Linked DNA regions of Mus musculus: region 2 is linked to region 1. Evidence: chromatin contacts called from public Hi-C data. All regions are on one chromosome and are shown on one strand. Each heading gives the region's core, a stretch centred on a gene start, on an enhancer-like site or on the middle of the called end of the contact. The rest is flanking DNA. Distances are from core to core; before and after follow the strand shown.

What was found. A called contact is a pair of places that touch in the nucleus more often than the background predicts.
Region 2: a contact with region 1 is called in a Hi-C map of liver, with 1.5 times the contacts expected there. The contact joins the promoter of Bcas3os2 here to the enhancer-like site in region 1. A contact is called at or near these places in 5 of 39 promoter capture datasets (3T3-L1-derived adipocytes, the C10 cell line, embryonic stem cells and 2 more), 5 of 484 Hi-C or Micro-C datasets (the N1E-115 cell line, Sertoli cells, liver and 2 more) and 4 of 115 datasets of contacts at active chromatin or transcription factors (embryonic fibroblasts and embryonic stem cells).

Annotation. Positions count from the first base shown.
Region 1 is chr11:85,731,795-85,735,682 of GRCm38.p6, reverse strand. The region is part of intron 22 of Bcas3 (breast carcinoma amplified sequence 3); the gene reads right to left. Among named protein-coding and RNA genes, the nearest start is that of Bcas3os1, 14 kb to the right of the region's middle. Within about 2 kb of position 1,907, at least 9 of the 459 cell types and tissues checked have an H3K27ac peak or open chromatin away from gene starts, as enhancers often do. A contact at or near this core is called in liver, where this site is marked.
Region 2 is chr11:85,773,840-85,777,727 of GRCm38.p6, reverse strand. It overlaps Bcas3os2 (breast carcinoma amplified sequence 3 opposite strand 2), which reads left to right and starts at 2,048. Exons shown (of 3, transcript NR_046194.1): 1 at 2,048-2,193. The region is part of intron 22 of Bcas3 (breast carcinoma amplified sequence 3); the gene reads right to left.

The DNA.
Region 1 (3,888 bases), core at 658-3,157:
AGCTCCACTTCTGCCACACACCACACTCAATTGTCAGAGCGTATTCCTAGCTATATCTCTAGGTCGTGGCTCAGTAGGTAGCTCATGAGTAGCCCCTGAATGAGAAAGAAATGGATGGAGTTTGGTGGGCCTGCAAAGCATCCCCGTCTTGTCTTTACCAGCTCTGGCCAGCATCTCTGCAGTGTTAACTTGTCTAAATAGGCTCTGCCTTCTCACTCCAAGCCCAGGGCAGAGTTTAGAGACCCAACATATTTATGGTTGAATGTCCTCTGAAGGTGACACACTCAAGGAACCCTCTGGCTGCTCTGGGCGCCACTTTCATAGGGTGTGAACTGAGTAGTTAACTCGCCCTGCTAACAGCATTCCCACCGGGGCTGGCAACTGTTAGCACTCTTGCCTGGTGTGAAAATCCCTCTGCCATGCTGGGTTTCTGGGCCTACACCAAGCAGTAGCATGTTAATGTGCAAGATAAACCTGGAGAAACCCCACCTAGAGCTAATTGTGAAAGGCCTCCAGGGTCATAAACACCAAGTCCAACCCTGCTCCCACTTCCCAGGCCTTTCATGGGACCAATCTTCCCCAGGACAGAAAGAGCCAATACACATGCAGCTATTGCTGCTTTGATCTGCCACAAATGCAAATTCAGAGACCTTGGGGATTAGATGAAATGCACAGTATTCCAGCCTCGCCAACGCAAAGACCCACCCTTGAACTTGTGTGCAAAGCCATCCTGCAGGAAGCTGTAGAGAGGAAGCTGTTCTGAGAAATTTGTTGATTCACACCACCCACTGGGAACTTTTCTGGGAGGTGATCTTCCCATCAGTTGTTTGCCTTTTTAAAATGCTTCTGGTTTCTCACGAAAAGAAGGTGCCGTGCTATTCTGACAGCCAGTGGCAGTGCCTGGTGCTGGTTTAGTCTCCAAGGTCTCACGAGGCAGACTCCAATGTGCCAATGATCCACTTATTTATTTATGTACTCATTTTAATTTTTTTTTTTTTTTTTGCAGACAGGGCCTCAAGTAGCCCAGGCATCCTAGCTGAGGATGCCCGTGAACTTCCTGATCCCCTGCCTTTCAGGCATGCACCACTACACTGGGCTTTAATTTATGTGGTGCTGAGGATAGAACCCAGGGCTTTCTTTATTCATTGCTGGGCAAGCATTCCTCCAACTGAGCTCAGCCAGAGGTGAGAGCAGAAGTAGGAAGGGAGACGTCAAGTGTCAGCTCCAGACTCTCTACCTTTGGGAAACTGCAGATCCCAGCTTCAGCCTCAACTCCTGGGTAAACAAACCTTTTGGCCACCCAGGGAACTTCAGTTTGTAAAAGGGCTTAGGAATGTAAATCACACAGGAGTGAAGTGTGATCCTAATTTGCACTTAATCAAAGCCAATTAGAGGTACATTATTTACACAAAGCCCATGCATCTCAATTATACCTAGCATAGGCCTAGACAGTTCGGAGCTCAGGCCTTAATTCTGCTTAATTAGAGAAGTAAACATTTTCACTGCGTGATCCCTCAGTCTGGTCTAGAGTCCTTGGGTAGATGCAACCAAGTTTGCAGGGTTTCACTTCAGGGCCAAGGAAGCTTAACCGATACCTGTTGAAAACACCTGCGGAGACAAGGGTCAGTCCTAGTAGGTGCCACTGTCCTGTCATGTGCACCTCTGGCTTGCACTGAATGTTAATGTTTAGTTCCGCTTCCTCCTCTGCATTTTAGGTTTTGTCATTTGCCAGGAAGGTAGGCGAATCAAAGAACCCAACTGGCTTGATCAGTGCTAACAATCCATTTCCCAGAGTAAAGTGGCCCCCGGCCAACACTTTCAGGGCAGCTGGTTTGGATCACTAGGTGGCAGAAGATGCCCTGAGGTCAGTGCCACCTATAGGCCTCAGGGCCACAGTACATCAATGGGGACAGGAATTCAGGGTAGCAAAGCTCTGGGAACACAAAGTTCCATAGCCTGCAGAGGGCTTCAGTCACAACTGCTTCAAAACCTCTCTCACACTCCATTTAGCAAATGGACATTAGCTAGGAGCTAGGAAAGCTCCTGCTACCCCTCAGAACAGGCTCTGGGTCCCTGGGAGGCCTGGCCACGCAGAGTTCCTCTCTGGGAACTGAGACCCAGACAGATGGACTATTCTCTGCAGGCTGCGGGGATTAAAGGCATGTGCCACCACCGCCCGGCACAGTATGATTTCTAAAGGTAATGCCATGTCCTGGCTGTCCAAGGGGTTCTACCACACAACAGAATAGAGTGCAGCAAGATAACCCCAATTCCCATACAGCTTTTTCAGGAGGGCAAGACATTTGGAATTAATTTGGTTGGCAGAGTGCTTATCTAGCATGTCCAATCACTTACAACACATCCAACTGGGAGCATGGTAACACTGATCTGTAATACCAGGTCTTTCAAGTTGGAGGCAGGTAGATCAGAAATTCAAGGTTGTCCTTAGCTACACAGTGAGTTTGAGGCTAATCAGGATTAGAAACCCTTATAAAGAGGGGAGTGTGGAAGGCAAAAATCACATACATTTCAGCTTGTTAAAATAAAGTTTTAATTCAGCCAGATGCTTAAAATGCACATTTTTGGGTAGATAATGATTCAATGTAATTTGAACAACTCAATGATCTGAATGACACTCCCAAAGTGAGAGCTGAAAGACTTGTAAAAGGGCCTGTTCCATGATCTACTGTGTTGTGACTGCCTCCTTCTCTAGTTAATTATTTTGTTTTTTGTCTTTCTACGCAGCTCAGGTTGGCTTGTGATCTTTCTGCCTCAGCCTCCCATCCTTCCTTTATGATACTTACTTACAAGGGCCAATCCAAACACAGAGTTTAGCTTGGGTGTTCAAGCGATCTTTGAAATCCCCACAGGTCAAGCTGTAGAATGTTCCCTTGCTGACACAGGAAGTCCCATCTCAGAGTGACCAACTTCCCAAGATTCTGCCTTTGAACTCTTTCAGCAAAATACAAACAAACTGGGCTCTCTGATCCTGAATAGTTTCCAAATTTCCCGCCTACTTTTCCTGACTTCCTCCAACTGTGAAGAGGCTCAGCTCTCAGGGAAAGTCTCTGCAGGCTCATTCGCTCCTCATTTTTCAGCTCCCACCCAGGGCTCAGGAAACCCTCTTATTGATAAGGGAGTCCTATGAAAACAATAGAAGAGATTCAAAATCTGTGAGATTTGCTCTTTTCTAGAGACAGATTTTACTTCAAACCTGAGACCGATTATGGCAAAAAATAACAAAAATCATGTGTGAATGTGTTCACTAAAAAATGGTTCCAAGTTATGCATTAGACGTTAACAGGACTTTCTCATATACAACTTTTGAGATCTTACAAGTATGTACAGAAATAGAAGAGGCAGAGCATGGTATGTGTGTGTGTGAGTGTGTGTGAGAGTGTGTGTGTTTGTGTGTTCATCAGTGAAGACGTCAGAATTCAAATTTAACGTGTCTTTTCCTAGCCCGAGTTGGAATGGAAATTGGAAACGAGTCTTTGACTCTCTACTACAAGTGCAAGGTTCATGTACAAAGGAAGAGGGAAGGAAAGGCACACATGAAAGCAATCTTTCAACAATAGAGAAATGGAAAATGCCATTTCAAATGTGAGGCAAACACCAGAAACCATTTAAAATGCTGTGTGGCAAAAATCTTAGAAATATACTCTAGGATAGTGACCAACTTGAATGAATGTAATTATGTCGAGCAAATTAAAAGCCAATTTGAAGAGAACTCCTTTAAATCAATGAAAGTCCAATAAACCCACAGATAAACAGGCAGGGGCTAGAGGGATGGCTCAGTGGTTAAAAGCACCACAGTCTATTGTTTAGGGGAATATAAATTAATATAGCTAATATCTAGTATCTGATGGGAAACTGATGTTATGTGAA
Region 2 (3,888 bases), core at 799-3,298, 42 kb before region 1:
GGAAGACTCCGATCCCAACAGGTCACCACAAGATACTTCAAACACAATAAAACAGGAAGAGCTAAAAAAAAAAAAAAGGCAGAGAGAACCCACATGATCTTTTCTATAAGAAAAAAGAACAAAATAAAGCGCTGGGTAACTTTACACAGTTCAGAACACCATTTGGCAGTTAAGTATGTCCTTAATCTGCCCAATTTGCTTATTACAGTCAAGGTTTAAAGGAACGAGAGCCTTGGCCAAAAATGCTGCACTAACTTTTATTCCTAAAGTAAACTCACAAAGTGAATTAACTTGCTCATCTGAAATACTTCAAAGTTGAAAGTGCTCATGTCCCCTCCCCAGCATGCCCCTGACAGAGACTGTCCTAGGAAACACAGAGTCCTTTTAACATCAGAACCACTCAAGTGGATTGATGGGTATTCATCCAACATCCACTTACTGGAGGCCCCTGTAATAAGCGGGATCCAGGGCTGGTCGTTGTGGTACCACATCAAGGGTGACTCTCGGCCTAGCTTTGAGGGGCTAAGACATGGGGAAGACACTGTGGTTCCCAGGTCAAAAACTCAGACCAAACATATAAGCAGAGTTTGAGTGCAGGAGGGGAGAGGCCGCCCGGAGCCAGACCTGGCTGACTCAGTCTTAGTTCTGAACCAGCTAAGGACTGAAGCCGGTACATTACATCATCTCCAGTTCCCCATGGGCATTCTGACAGCTGTGAACTTTAATCCCAATCTCTCTCTCTCTCTCTCTCTCTCTCTCTCTCTCTCTCTCTCTCTCTCTCTCTCTCTCTCTCTGTCTTTAGAAATGTGTGGCATATGTAACACGCTTATCATAAACACTGTGGACATTTTAAAACCAAAGGGGGCAGGGAGAGATTGGATCATCAAGAACTTTTAAGGAACGAGCAAAAAAGAAGAAAACGAAAAGAAAGACGGCACCTCCCCCCAGATCTCAGCTGTCTTCACCCTAGAAGTAATGGTAGTCTTCTTCAGAGAGGAAGCAGTTCACACAGAGCCTGTGGAATCAAAGGCCAGTGGGGAGTCTGTCAAGAATTGGCAGAGAGATGGCTAGGGGGAAGTCCTGGGGCAGTGGCATTCCATGGGCAGAGGTGAGCCTCCCATCCTGGAGGCTGAAAGCTGACTTCTCTGGCCACCTCCCTTGGGCCTTAAATTGCTTCCTGAGGTGAGGACCCTGGCTAATGGTTTATTTACAACAGGAAGAGGCAATTACCTTGGGGAACACTGAGTCATCTGTCCCACCATCAGCCAGGACATCGACACTCTTTACCAATAACCCCCAAGATATATGAACCAGTAATGGCCTCACTTAAAGACCTGACCACGGCTCCCTCCTCCTCCTCCCACTCAGGTGAGGGGTTTAAATAAAGCATAAGAAGGGCAACAGAGCCAGCTTTGAGTGTGGCTGTCTTCCATCTGCTGAGGCCTTTTTTTGTTGGGCAACATGATGTGGTGTATTCCTGCTTGCAAAGAACGGTCAGGGATGCTAAACTAAACAGCGGGTGCAGAAGACCCTTGCAAATGGACCTGACAGCACAAAATACTAAGTGCATAGGGTAGGGTGATGTGTATTTTCCTCATTAGACTAAGACTGCCTGTTAGGTAAAAATTACCATGGCTGATACCAGGATGGCTGGGCTGGGGATGGAGATAGGGGGAAAACTTCTGGGAAGAGCATGGAAATTAGGAGAACCTGAAGTGCTCGGAGGGAGAAGGCTGACAAGCCCAATGAGGAGGAAGCTTGAGAGCACGCAGGCTGTCTGTCCTGATATTTAACACACGGAAACTAAAGGCAGAAGAGGTGCAAAAAGCTTAATAGTATTTGTAGTTTAAATTAAAGTGTTCAGAGCCCGTTATAGAGCAGGGTAATGTACGCAATGACATCTGGGGCTGTAATCAGTGAAGCGCTTTCAAGAGCTGCCAAAGCAAACAGCCAAATAACAAATCCACTTTACAGATCATCAATCCGGCCCTGGACTTGCCAAGGTAAATAGTAAAAGGCTGAAGTTTGCTTTGCAAACCGGGGAGCTGGGAGTTGAGCAGGGCCCTGATCCACAGCTGCACCGCTGGGGCAGGGCCCCTGGAGCTCCAGGCATGGAAGAAGGCCAACAAGCCAGGCAGCCCAGCTTCTTGAGGTGGAGGCTGCCATAGGTCTGGATACCTAGCAACCCAGAAGGTAGGTAGACATGGCTGCCAGGTGAGGTGGCCACTCTCGATCCAGCCCAGAGGTAGGGGCGGGGCTTGGCAGTTTATGGACTTTGGAGAAGAGAGTATAACCCAAAGCTGCAGTCTTCCTGCTTGCTGCCAGGCTTCATGAAAGGGAATTAAAGCTCCTGGCCAGAATGATATTTTTCTGAGAAGCCAGTCAATGTCCAGAGGAGAAGGTGCAGGACGAAGGATAGCTGCTGTCCAGTAGATCCAAGTGCCCGGAGATGAACACTGCTGCTTCTGAGTCCAGAACTTTCCAGAAGAAATCAGGGTTACGGTTACTGTAGGGTCATTGTGAGATTCTTAAAACCTGAAGTGCTAAAGCTTTCGGTTAATCCCCAGCATTTTGGGGGTGATACAGGGAGGAAGGCTTGCTCTGAGAGTATCAGTGTCCTGGCAAAAGGCAGGTGTGAGCCAGCTAGAAGAGCAGGACTCTGCATGTTAGGCCAGAGAGGACCGTTCCCGCCATACCCTGGAAAGAAACACTTGCTTTGATTTTCTATCACAGACGTAAGACCGCAGGGCTTTAAGGGAACCATAGCCACAGAGTCGGCTCCCTAAAGGGCAGTTTGCCTGTGTCACGTGGGTGAGAAAAGGGAAGATCAGAAAATGATGCAAGGCTGAAGGAAGAGGCACCCTCTGGCTTGTTCTGAGTACCCCAGGGTAATGACTGAGCCTCTGGGCTGGATGCTGGAGCCTCTGGGCTCTCTATGCCTACAGACTGACACTGTTTAGGAAGACTGTGCAGAAAAGGCCCCAGCCTCAGGGCCTGGGAGCCACAGGCTATGAATGGGTCACACATCTGCTTGCACTAATTAACTCTAACTGCTGTTGTAATTAGTTGTCGCTGTCACATTTATTTGTTGACTTTTTTTAGCATACATACCTGTAAAAGAGTATTTTTTGGTGGTTCTTTTGCCCTGTCATGTGTAAGGCTTAATGACTGAATTTGTTGTTGCCCTTACATTTTAACTATTCAAGGCTTATATCATCCCATTTTACAGGTACAGAAACTGAGGGTTCATAAAAGTTCTGTAACTTGACCCATGCTGTCTAGCTCAGTACTATCCCCTACGTGATTTTCTTTGAAGTCTAAAGGATAAAATATTGATCCCCACATCCTCTTTCTACCAAGGGCTTTCCCAGGAAACAGTTGGCACGTGCAGGGAAGCCCTCTATTGATGTCCCTATTGTACCCTGAGCCTCTGTTTACACATCTGTCTTCCCTGTTAGACCTCGGACATCTGGAGATTATGTCTAATTACCCTCCTGAGTCTGAGGCTTCTGTTGGGGATTCCATACACTGTATGCTGAAGAAATGTGCACGAGTGGATGATCTGACGAACACATGCATGCAGGCTCATCACCCCAACAGAAAATAAAGGACCTGAAAGGGTCAGGAACATGCTAAAACTTTAGAGCTAGCAGAGTGGTCAAAGCCTGGGCTCCTGGGCTCAGAAAGACAATGAGAGCTGAGAACACTGTGTGAAATCCACAGGATGGCAAGTGCTGGGTGTGGGAAAGAGGGTGGCGAGAGGAGGTGTGTCTGGTGGTGATGAGGGGCAGGACCCATCTCCCTTACAAATGTCTCCATTTTGTCCTTGGCCTGGCTTGAGGTCATGGACAGTTCATTCCAGTGACAGATGGTATCAGTTCTGTTAAG